Regions from separate parts of the Rattus norvegicus genome. Here region 1 is linked to region 2. A link is a contact called in public Hi-C data. All regions are on one chromosome and are shown on one strand. Each heading gives the region's core, a stretch centred on a gene start, on an enhancer-like site or on the middle of the called end of the contact. The rest is flanking DNA. Distances are from core to core; before and after follow the strand shown.

Region 1 (4,390 bases), core at 749-3,248, 79 kb after region 2:
TAGGTCTTATTACACTGTTACCTAGTTAATTAAAAATTGGTTAGTATGAGATACCCCAAATTTTAAGAACTCTGAATGAGGAATTCATGTCCTATTCTCTCTCTCTCTCTCTCTCTCTCTCTCTCTCTCTCTCTCTCTCACACACACACACACACACACACACACACACACACACACATCAAGATAAAATATCGACTCCAAATTAATGTACGAAATGGTCTAACCTTGAAGAAAACAAATGTGGCCAAAGAATGAATTCCAGGTAGGAAACCAGTTTTACACAATAGTTGTGCTGGCCTGCTGTAGAAAAGAGAACCCTGCCAGTGTGGCAGCTAAAACTAGAGGCGATAACTTTCTCCACAAACCAACTAAATGCCACTGTAGAAGTTTTGGCTGGTTCTTACAATTCCAAGTTAGCCCAGGTCCAAGTTAGCCCAGGGCTTCTGGCCAGATTTTGCATGACCTGACCACGGATGATGTAAGACCAACTTTAAAATCACCCAAGAAAAAAATATTTAAGACTTTCAAAACACACAATTGCCAGAAAAAAAAAAAAAAAAACTTCAAGAAAAATCCATGAGTTGCTGAGCTGCAGTTACCTGCCTCAGGCTGTGGAAACCAATTACTCAGAAGAAGTAGAGTCCTTTTAACTCAAGACACCCTTTTTCCTCCTGCTGTCACCCTCAGCTTAGGCAATGCTTTGGACACACTGTAGGCTTTCAAAAGAGTCTGGGCAAAGGACCTGGATAAATTTGGGGGTTGAGAACCAGCCAAGATTTTTACAACGGAATCTGAATTGTGGAGAAAGGTCTCCCCTCTACAGTCGTAGCTGCAACCCTGATTGCGTTCTCTTTGGGGGCCAACCCATCTATTTTGCAGAACTGGTTTCCAACTGGGGGTGCTCTTTCACTCTTGGGCCACATTGTTTTTTCCATGTCAGACCATTTCATACATTAGTTTTGGAGTCGGTTTTTTCTCTTGGTATGAGCATTTGATTCTCAAAGTGTTTCGATTTGAGTTCTGCTCTCTCAGCTTAGGCAGCCCCAGACAGAATGATGGACCAACCCTGGTGTGTAAGCATTGGAGTTCAGAGAAGAGGAGGGAGGCAGTCTCTGGTCCCCTCCGTGCTGGCCTGCGTCAACTATCATAAGATCAACCACGTTAGGGAGTGGCTCATGCCTTCTCCCATCCTTAGAGAGCAAAGAAGCTCCAAGCACCAGGACGGGTGGCAGTTCCCGGATGGGAGCGTGTGTGCTTCGATCCCGGGTGGAGAAGTGCAGGGGGAGAGACCGTGATGAGCAACCCCTCTTCCGGGACAGTCCCAGGACATGAGTCACAGGACAGCGGAGGGTAGGGGCGGCCTGAGTCACAGGCTGAGGGGGACGACACGACATCACAGGGTCAGACAGATGGAGTGGTCTGCAGAGGCGTGTGTGTCTGTGATCCGCTGCTGGGGAGATTGGGGTGGGAGGTCCCGGGGCCCCAAAGCCCTAAGGCGAGGCCACGCGACGGGCGGCAGGGAAGGGAATCCAGCCAGCCCCGGGCGCCGAAATCTCCCGCGCTCTGGAGCTGGCCCCTCCTCTGGGCCCGGCCTCACACCCCTCGCGGCAGCCCGGCCGGGTCGGCTCCTCCCCACCCGCGCCCCGAGAACCCCAACCTCGTTGTACAGCGGCCCTACGGCCACCACACACACCCGCTAGCCCCGCCTCCCGGCGCGCGCTGGAGTGACGACACCGCAGGGTGCGTGGCCAATCCGCGTGGCCCTCGAGGGGGCGGCCTCGGGCACGCCCCCCACGCCGCGAGCCAATGGGACACGGGCGCCGGCAGCCGCGGCGGGGTGAGAGGGCGCGAGGCTCCGCCCCGTCCTCCCTTGGCCCCTCGGCCCCGCCCTTCCCGCCCGGCCCCTTATACCCGCGCCGCCGCTGGTGCCGGTCGCCGCGCTGGGCCCGCCCCCAACCCTCCCGCCGGCCCGCCAGCGCGCCTCACAGCTCCCTCCTTCTCTCTCTCACGCCTAGCGCAATGGCGGCGGCCGCGGCGGAGCAGCAACAGTTCTACCTGCTCCTGGGAAACCTGCTCAGCCCCGACAATGTGGTCCGGAAACAGGCGGAGGTAAGCGAATCGGCGGCCCCGCGACCCGAGCGCGCTGATCCTTCCCTTCCGCGGCCGGCCCACTGGCCCTGGGCGCTCGTCGGCCGGCGGAGCGGCGCAGGTCGGCCCGGCTGGCGGACAGCGGCTCCACAGCCCACGTGCGCGCCTCCCGCCCGGCCCCGGCCCTTCCGGCCCGTGCAGCGGCGGCGCCGGTTGCCTCGCCGCCGACCCGCGCACACGTGCCACCGCGCCTGACGCGCTGCCCCGCCCGCGGGCCCCGCACCGGGGCCCCGGACTCCCCGCGTGGCCCACCAGCCCTCTAGGGCGGCCAGACCCGGGCAGCTCCGGACCCGGCCCGCTTCCCCCACCCCTGCTGCTCCCTTCCCCATCCCCGCTCTGGGAAACGTGTGTCCTGCTTGTCGCTGCCTTACGGCGTCTTTCCCTCCAGCCCCTTTTTGGTTTCTGAAAGGAGCTGCACAAGCTGGGTCCCTTCAAGATCGTGTGAAGTTGCCTTTGAGGGATTCCTGCCGACCATCTCGCTCTGCTCTTCAAATTTTGTTTGATCCCTAGAGATTTGGGTTTATAAATGGGTAATACTGGGGAGTGTGACTGTTTTAACTGGGCCAGTGCCATCTCTTTTCATATAACCCAGATCGTTCTCAATCTGTCTTAGTTCAAGAGTTCCATTTCAGATGCAGTTGTAAACCCATTTGCAATAATCCTATTAGCTCAATAGAAGACGGATGATACATTGTTAGTGTTGAAGCTCAGATTTTTGTGAGGTAATTCCTAGGAAAGTTGATACGTGGAGCTCCTTGCGACCCATGATTTTTTAGGAGACTCTGAAGATGTGTCGATACCTTTATTTACAGAGCAAAGATGTATTTTACATGTCGCTAGTGAAGTTGACATGTCTTGTACTTACCGATCTAAAGTTTAAAGTTTTAAACACAGTTGCTAATTTTGCTTTGAGTAGAAAGGATATTCTGGCCACACTTAGTTTAGTAAGTAAGTTGGAAACTTAACTTATGTGTGAAATGCCACTTTAAACTATCTCTTTTTTTAGTGGTACTTTTAAAATTAATTTGGGGGGAGGGAACATAACAAGGTTTGGCTCTAGTTTACAAAGGCCCTCAAACCTGTGGCAGCCCCCGCCCCACCTCCCCTAGCCTAGCTTTCCTTAGTGCACAGGTTCCCATGCCTGCCTTATTCAAGTAAAACACAATATATAGGGTGAAATTCAAACGGTACAATTCTTCACCCATTCTCCACGTTTGAGTATTTCATGAGTCTTCCTTGAAAATGTATCTTTAAAAGCATTCATATATACATCATGTTACCGGAGTGGATTTATAGTATGCATAATTCTGCGATTTGAATTTTCCCTGGGTTCATTTCACATTGTCACCCAGAAGATCACACATTATATAAATAAGGTGCATTATTTATACCAGCATCTCCCTATAAATGAGTACTTGATGCTTGTGGTGTGTTGAAGGTATTCAAGATGGGCTTGTGTACATGGGACTAGATGTACACTTGTCTGGACATGCTTTGCCAGGTTCATCTTAAAGGTGGTATATGTATTTAGAAGTAGCATGCATGTATTACTTGCAACAGTTTCTGCATGGGATATGGTGATGCCTAAACATTTTGTAACTTTCTGCAAACTCGAGGTAATTTTTTTAGACCAAAGCAAGTTCTTAATCCCACCCTATAATAGAAATCTCCATGTGTTGCAGAGCAGAACTGCTTTGTAATTAGTAAGCTAGTTTAATTCTCCCCTTCCCTCCAGTCGCTTAAGTCTATTGTCAGGCCTGGTGGGAATCTCTCTTCTATTGAGCTAAATACCAGTGTCTGGTTCAGCTTGAATTCCAATTTGGTGCCTGTTGTAAATCTTTTATCTCTTTAGGGATGGTTAGTAGCATTCAGCACATTTTCTCATAAAGAACAATCAGAAACAAATAAGTTAGTACTCTATTCCTAGTGAAAATATTTAGATACTACATTTTTCCTTAGTATAGCTTGAAAACATGATTATATAGAAAATAAGTTTTGTGATACAGAATTTTCTTAGTTTGGCAAAAGAGTAAATTTGGGGTGGGGGAGGTCCTTGATACCATATGGTATAATACTAAGTTGTAAATAAAACTTCCTAGAAAAGTGCATGCACACACGCACACGCACACGCACGACTGCACAGAAGCTCTCAGTGCCCCCCTTTGAATGGGGAATTTGTAAGTAACCTAAACAAATGAAATACTAAGTCTGAGGAAACAAATATGAGAATACTTTACTGGAG
Region 2 (4,454 bases), core at 1,706-4,205:
TTTAAATGTGGCCTCTAAGTGTGTAAGCTCTATGTGTCCCTACCATTCACCTCCTGGAAGGTCTTGTGCGTTAACTCTCCATGGTGACATGATAGAGTGAGGACTGGAGAGATGGCTCAGTGGTCAATAGCACTGTCTGTTCCTCCAGAATACCCAGGCTTGAGTCCAGACCCAAACGGTGGCTCACAATCATCTGTAATCCATTTCCAGGGCGTCCAATGCCCTTTTCTGGACTCCATGGGCACCAGACATGCACGTGGAACACAGACACAGACACACAGACACACAGACACACAGACACACAGACACACAGACACACAGACACGCAGACACACAGACACGCAGACACACAGACACGCAGACACACAGACACGCAGACACACAGACACGCAGACACACACGCAGACACACACGCAGACACACACGCAGACACACACGCAGACACACACGCAGACACACACGCAGACACACACGCAGACACACACGCAGACACACACACATACACACAGGAATACATTCATACACATATAAGAAATAAATCTAAAAAACTTAATTACTAGTATATGGAAAATACAATAGACTGCTGAGAAACCAGGAATGTTCATGGGCTGTGGCTCAGTGACGTTTTGGTACTGGGAGTATTTTACACATATGTTTAGTCTCATTCACAGACAGCCTTTTGTTATATCATACACTATCTTTAACATGACCATATTCCTTCTGTTATCAAAAACCCATAGAATCACAACAGTCCATTGAAATACTAATTCTTAAAAGCCAGCCAGGATTGATGCCCCTCCGACCCCATGAAGAGATCAACTCCAGACTTTTATTTCATTAGACAGTCAGGGAGAAATCACTGCCTCCCGTCACCGATAGATGGTCCAATCTGCCTGTCAATCAAGCAGACAAACTTCAAATTTATTCACAGAACACGTTTCACACCTCCCCTGTTAAGTTTATTCAGCTTCTGATTCCGTGCTGCTGCAAATGCATAGCTGAGCTCGCTCTGCTGTGACTCGTTTTAAAATAACAAAATTCTGAAACCAGATTGATGCTTGCCCTGGCCCTGTGCAAATCCGTCTTTTAAAAAATCACTTTGTGCAGAAATGAATTCCTCTTGGACTGTTCTTCAGGGCTGTGATAGGGTGGGGTGGGGGATACTGTGTGTGTGTGTGTGTGTGTGTATGTGTGTGTGTGTGTCTGTATGTGTGTGCCTGTGTGTGTGTGTGTCTGTATGTGTGTCTGTGTGTATGTGTGTGTGTCTGTGTGTATATGTCTGTGTCTGTGTGTGTGTCTGTATATGTGTCTGTATGTGTGTCTGTATGTGTATATGTGTGTGTATGTCTGTACATGTGTGCCTGTGTGTGTATATCTGTATGTGTGTCTGTATGTGTGTGTCTGTATGTGTGTGTGTCTGTATGTGTGTGTGTCTGTGTGTGTGTGTCTGTGTGTGCTTATGTGCCTGTGTGTCTGTGTGTGCCTGTGTGTGTGTCTGTGTGTATGTGTGTGTCTGTGTGTGTGTGTGTGTGCATGCGTGTGTGTGTGTGTAAGGCACAGGACAATGTTATGGATCTGGTTCTCTCGCCTTTACATGCATTTTGGGACTGGAGCCATAGCGCCATGCCTTCACAACACACACTTTTGCCCACTGAAACATCTCACTGTCCCCCACTGAGCTATCTCACTATCCCCCCACTGAGCTATCTCACTATCCCCACACTGAGCTATCTCACTGCCCCCCCACTGAGCTATCTCACTGTCCCCCATTGAGCTATCTCACTGCCTCCACTTGGCATTTACAATTGGAGCGAGTTTTAGGCATTCCCAGAAGTTTTGTTATACCAATTATTTCTGGGCAAATCAGAACAAAGTATTGAAATCTCTCAGAGTTTTACATTAAACTATGATTATTTTAAATGAACAACCGATATTCTCTCTAGAATGTCTAGTCCTTCTAAGTAACAATGACAGCGTTGATTATGAACAGCTGACAGCACAGTGTTCAGAGAGGTCAGCTTTCTCCCCTCAGTGCTAATCCAAGGGCCAGTTCACTAATTAGCCACTGAGGTGGCTTTGCTACAATTACTAATCGATTCCAGGCCGTTCTCCCTCAGGTGGGATTGACAGACACCCAATTAAATTGGCTTGGTCAAAACAGAAGTAATTGAGACTCCCAGAACAGCTGTAGAGATCGGGTGGGTTAGGGGGAGCTCAGACAACACACACACCCACCCCCCCACCCACCCACCACCCCCCCCCCACACACACACACACACCAGCAGCTCAGCACACAGCCTGCTGCTCGGTTCCCTGGCTCTCGGAAGGAAACTTCTCAAGGCTGGCCTTGCTCACAGGCAAGCTTCACTCCACTGCATATGCAAAAATTGCTGAGACTAAGGGTTCTTGTGAAAAGAAAGTATGTGAGGGGACAAATATGCTAATTAACTTGGTTTTATCACTTCGTACCTCGCGGTTTGTGTGCTAGATTAAAAGGGGTATTCGTAGTACTAATATTTGATAAAGCCACTTAGATACGCCTTTCTAGAATGAGTCCTATGGTGTGCCACTCATTCATGAATAGTGTGTGTACGTTACAATAATCCGGTCTGCACCTGTCCCCTTTCATTGTGACTGGCAATAATTTCACTCTCGGGTGTTATGTGCGCTGTACACATTGTTTACTGCATTTCTCTGTGTCAAGCAAATATATTTCAATAACATTTTAAGATGAAAATAAGACAGCGTTTTCCCAAGACACTCCCTGACTTCTGTATCTCAGTGGTGGGCATTTGTGATTTGTAGCACAAAGCCTTGTGCATCGTAGGTTATGCATGCGAAGTCCACGAGAGGGCGATATAGCCTCGCTTTTTTAAGCTCTACGCCATCAGCACAAACGCGGTCGGCGCAAACGCAAGCGCAAGTGCTCGGGTGCTATGGGAAATCATTACCAACTTCCTCTCCACGGTGAAGTCAGTGACCCTTCTGTCACTTGGCAAAGCTAGCCGGGCAGTGAGCCTCGAAAGGCCGTTCTTTAAGTTAATGATTTATTGATTTTGCTGCCTGGTTTTGCTTTCACTGAGCTGGGGGGGGGGGGTGCTTTTTAAGCGTTTGTAGCTTGTTGCTGGAATTCTAAATAGAAAGCTACGCCTGCCTTGTGTGTTGAAATCCTCCAGGTAAGCAGTGGCTTTGTGGATGCTGACTGAGGACCTGCCCCCTAGCTGTTTAGTTCAATGAGAAGAAAGCAGGAAAGCAGGAAGACAGCAGATACTCGAAGTGACTCAGCTGCCCTAGGGCTACAGCAGACCCAGCCCCGTGACCCAGGCTGGAACAACGTCTCAGTGTGGGTTTGCACAAGCCACAAGTGAAGCCAGCTGAGAGCTCAAGAGCAGAGCTGCTCAGAGAATGAGTCAGCCTCCAGGATTCCATATGCAGATAAAAACCGGAGCCCTCCCCCAGATGCCTGGATGAGTTCTTGAATGCTTGGCAGTTCCCACTGACGGTTGGAAGCTGCCAGCACATGCGATCTGAATCCTACCATCATTCCCACCCTGGAGAACAGGAAAGGCCATAATGCAATGTGCTATGCGCGTGTCAAGAGGCCTCTGGTAAATTCTACCTGCATCTGGTTTTGTACCTTTTTGTCCCGTGATAGATAGAAGTCGCTCTGTTTCAGAAGGGCAGAGCCGCCAGTGAGGCATCAAAATAAGAAAAGGGGTGGATCTCACTGCAGATACTCCTGTCCTTAGAAGGAATTGTTCCCTGTGGCTAGCCAAAGAGCAGAACTCGACTACCTCTGTCCGGAGCCTGAAGCATGAGGTTCTCCAGGGGAAGAGGAGACCACACAGCTGTCCCCTGGACCTTCTTACCTCCTAATGGCCATTCTTCTGGATAACTTTATGTCAGCTTGACGCAAGCTAACGTCATCTGACAGGAGGGAACCTCAGTTAAGAATATACCTCCACACTGTAAGGCATTTCTCAATTAGTGATTGATGGGGGTGGCCCCAGCCCATAGTGGGTGGTACCATCCCTGGGCTGGTGGTCATCGTGGGTTCTGTAAGAAAGTAGACTGAGCAAGCCAGGGGAGGCAAGCCATGAGGAACAAGCCAGTAAGCAGCACCCCTCCATGGCCTCCGAATCAGCTCCCGCCTCCAGGTCCCTGCCCTGCTGGAGTTGCTGTCCTGACTTCCTTCAGTGATGCACAGCGATGTGGAAGTGTTACACCAAATAAGTCCTTCCTTCCCCAGCTTGCTTAGAGCCATGGTGTTCCATCGCAGCAAGAGAAACCCTAACTAAAGGAAGTTGGTGCCAAGTTAGCGGTCTGTGGCAGTCTTGATCATGTTGTTTGGGGGAGGATTGTGGAAGGACTTTGGAACTTTAGTCTAGAAAAGCCATTGAGTGCTCAGTACCTGGTGAGCTGTCCTGTAGGAGTTTGGAAGATAAGAATGTTAA

Evidence for each region. A called contact is a pair of places that touch in the nucleus more often than the background predicts.
Region 1: a Hi-C map of Schwann cells shows a contact between it and region 2, with 6 times the contacts expected there. The contact joins the promoter of Ipo5 here to the enhancer-like site in region 2. A contact is called at or near these places in 12 of 12 Hi-C or Micro-C datasets (the A7r5 cell line, the Rat2 cell line, Schwann cells and 7 more) and 1 of 1 datasets of contacts at active chromatin or transcription factors (oligodendrocytes).

The regions. Positions count from the first base shown.
Region 1 is chr15:104,410,250-104,414,639 of GRCr8, forward strand. Ipo5 (importin 5) reads left to right here and starts at 1,999. Exons shown (of 24, transcript NM_001427143.1): 1 at 1,999-2,109. The coding sequence starts at 2,020.
Region 2 is chr15:104,330,121-104,334,574 of GRCr8, forward strand. No RefSeq gene overlaps it. Among named protein-coding and RNA genes, the nearest start is that of Ipo5, 80 kb to the right of the region's middle. Within about 2 kb of position 2,956, at least 66 of the 93 cell types and tissues checked have an H3K27ac peak or open chromatin away from gene starts, as enhancers often do. A contact at or near this core is called in the A7r5 cell line, Schwann cells, hepatocytes and 2 more, where this site is marked.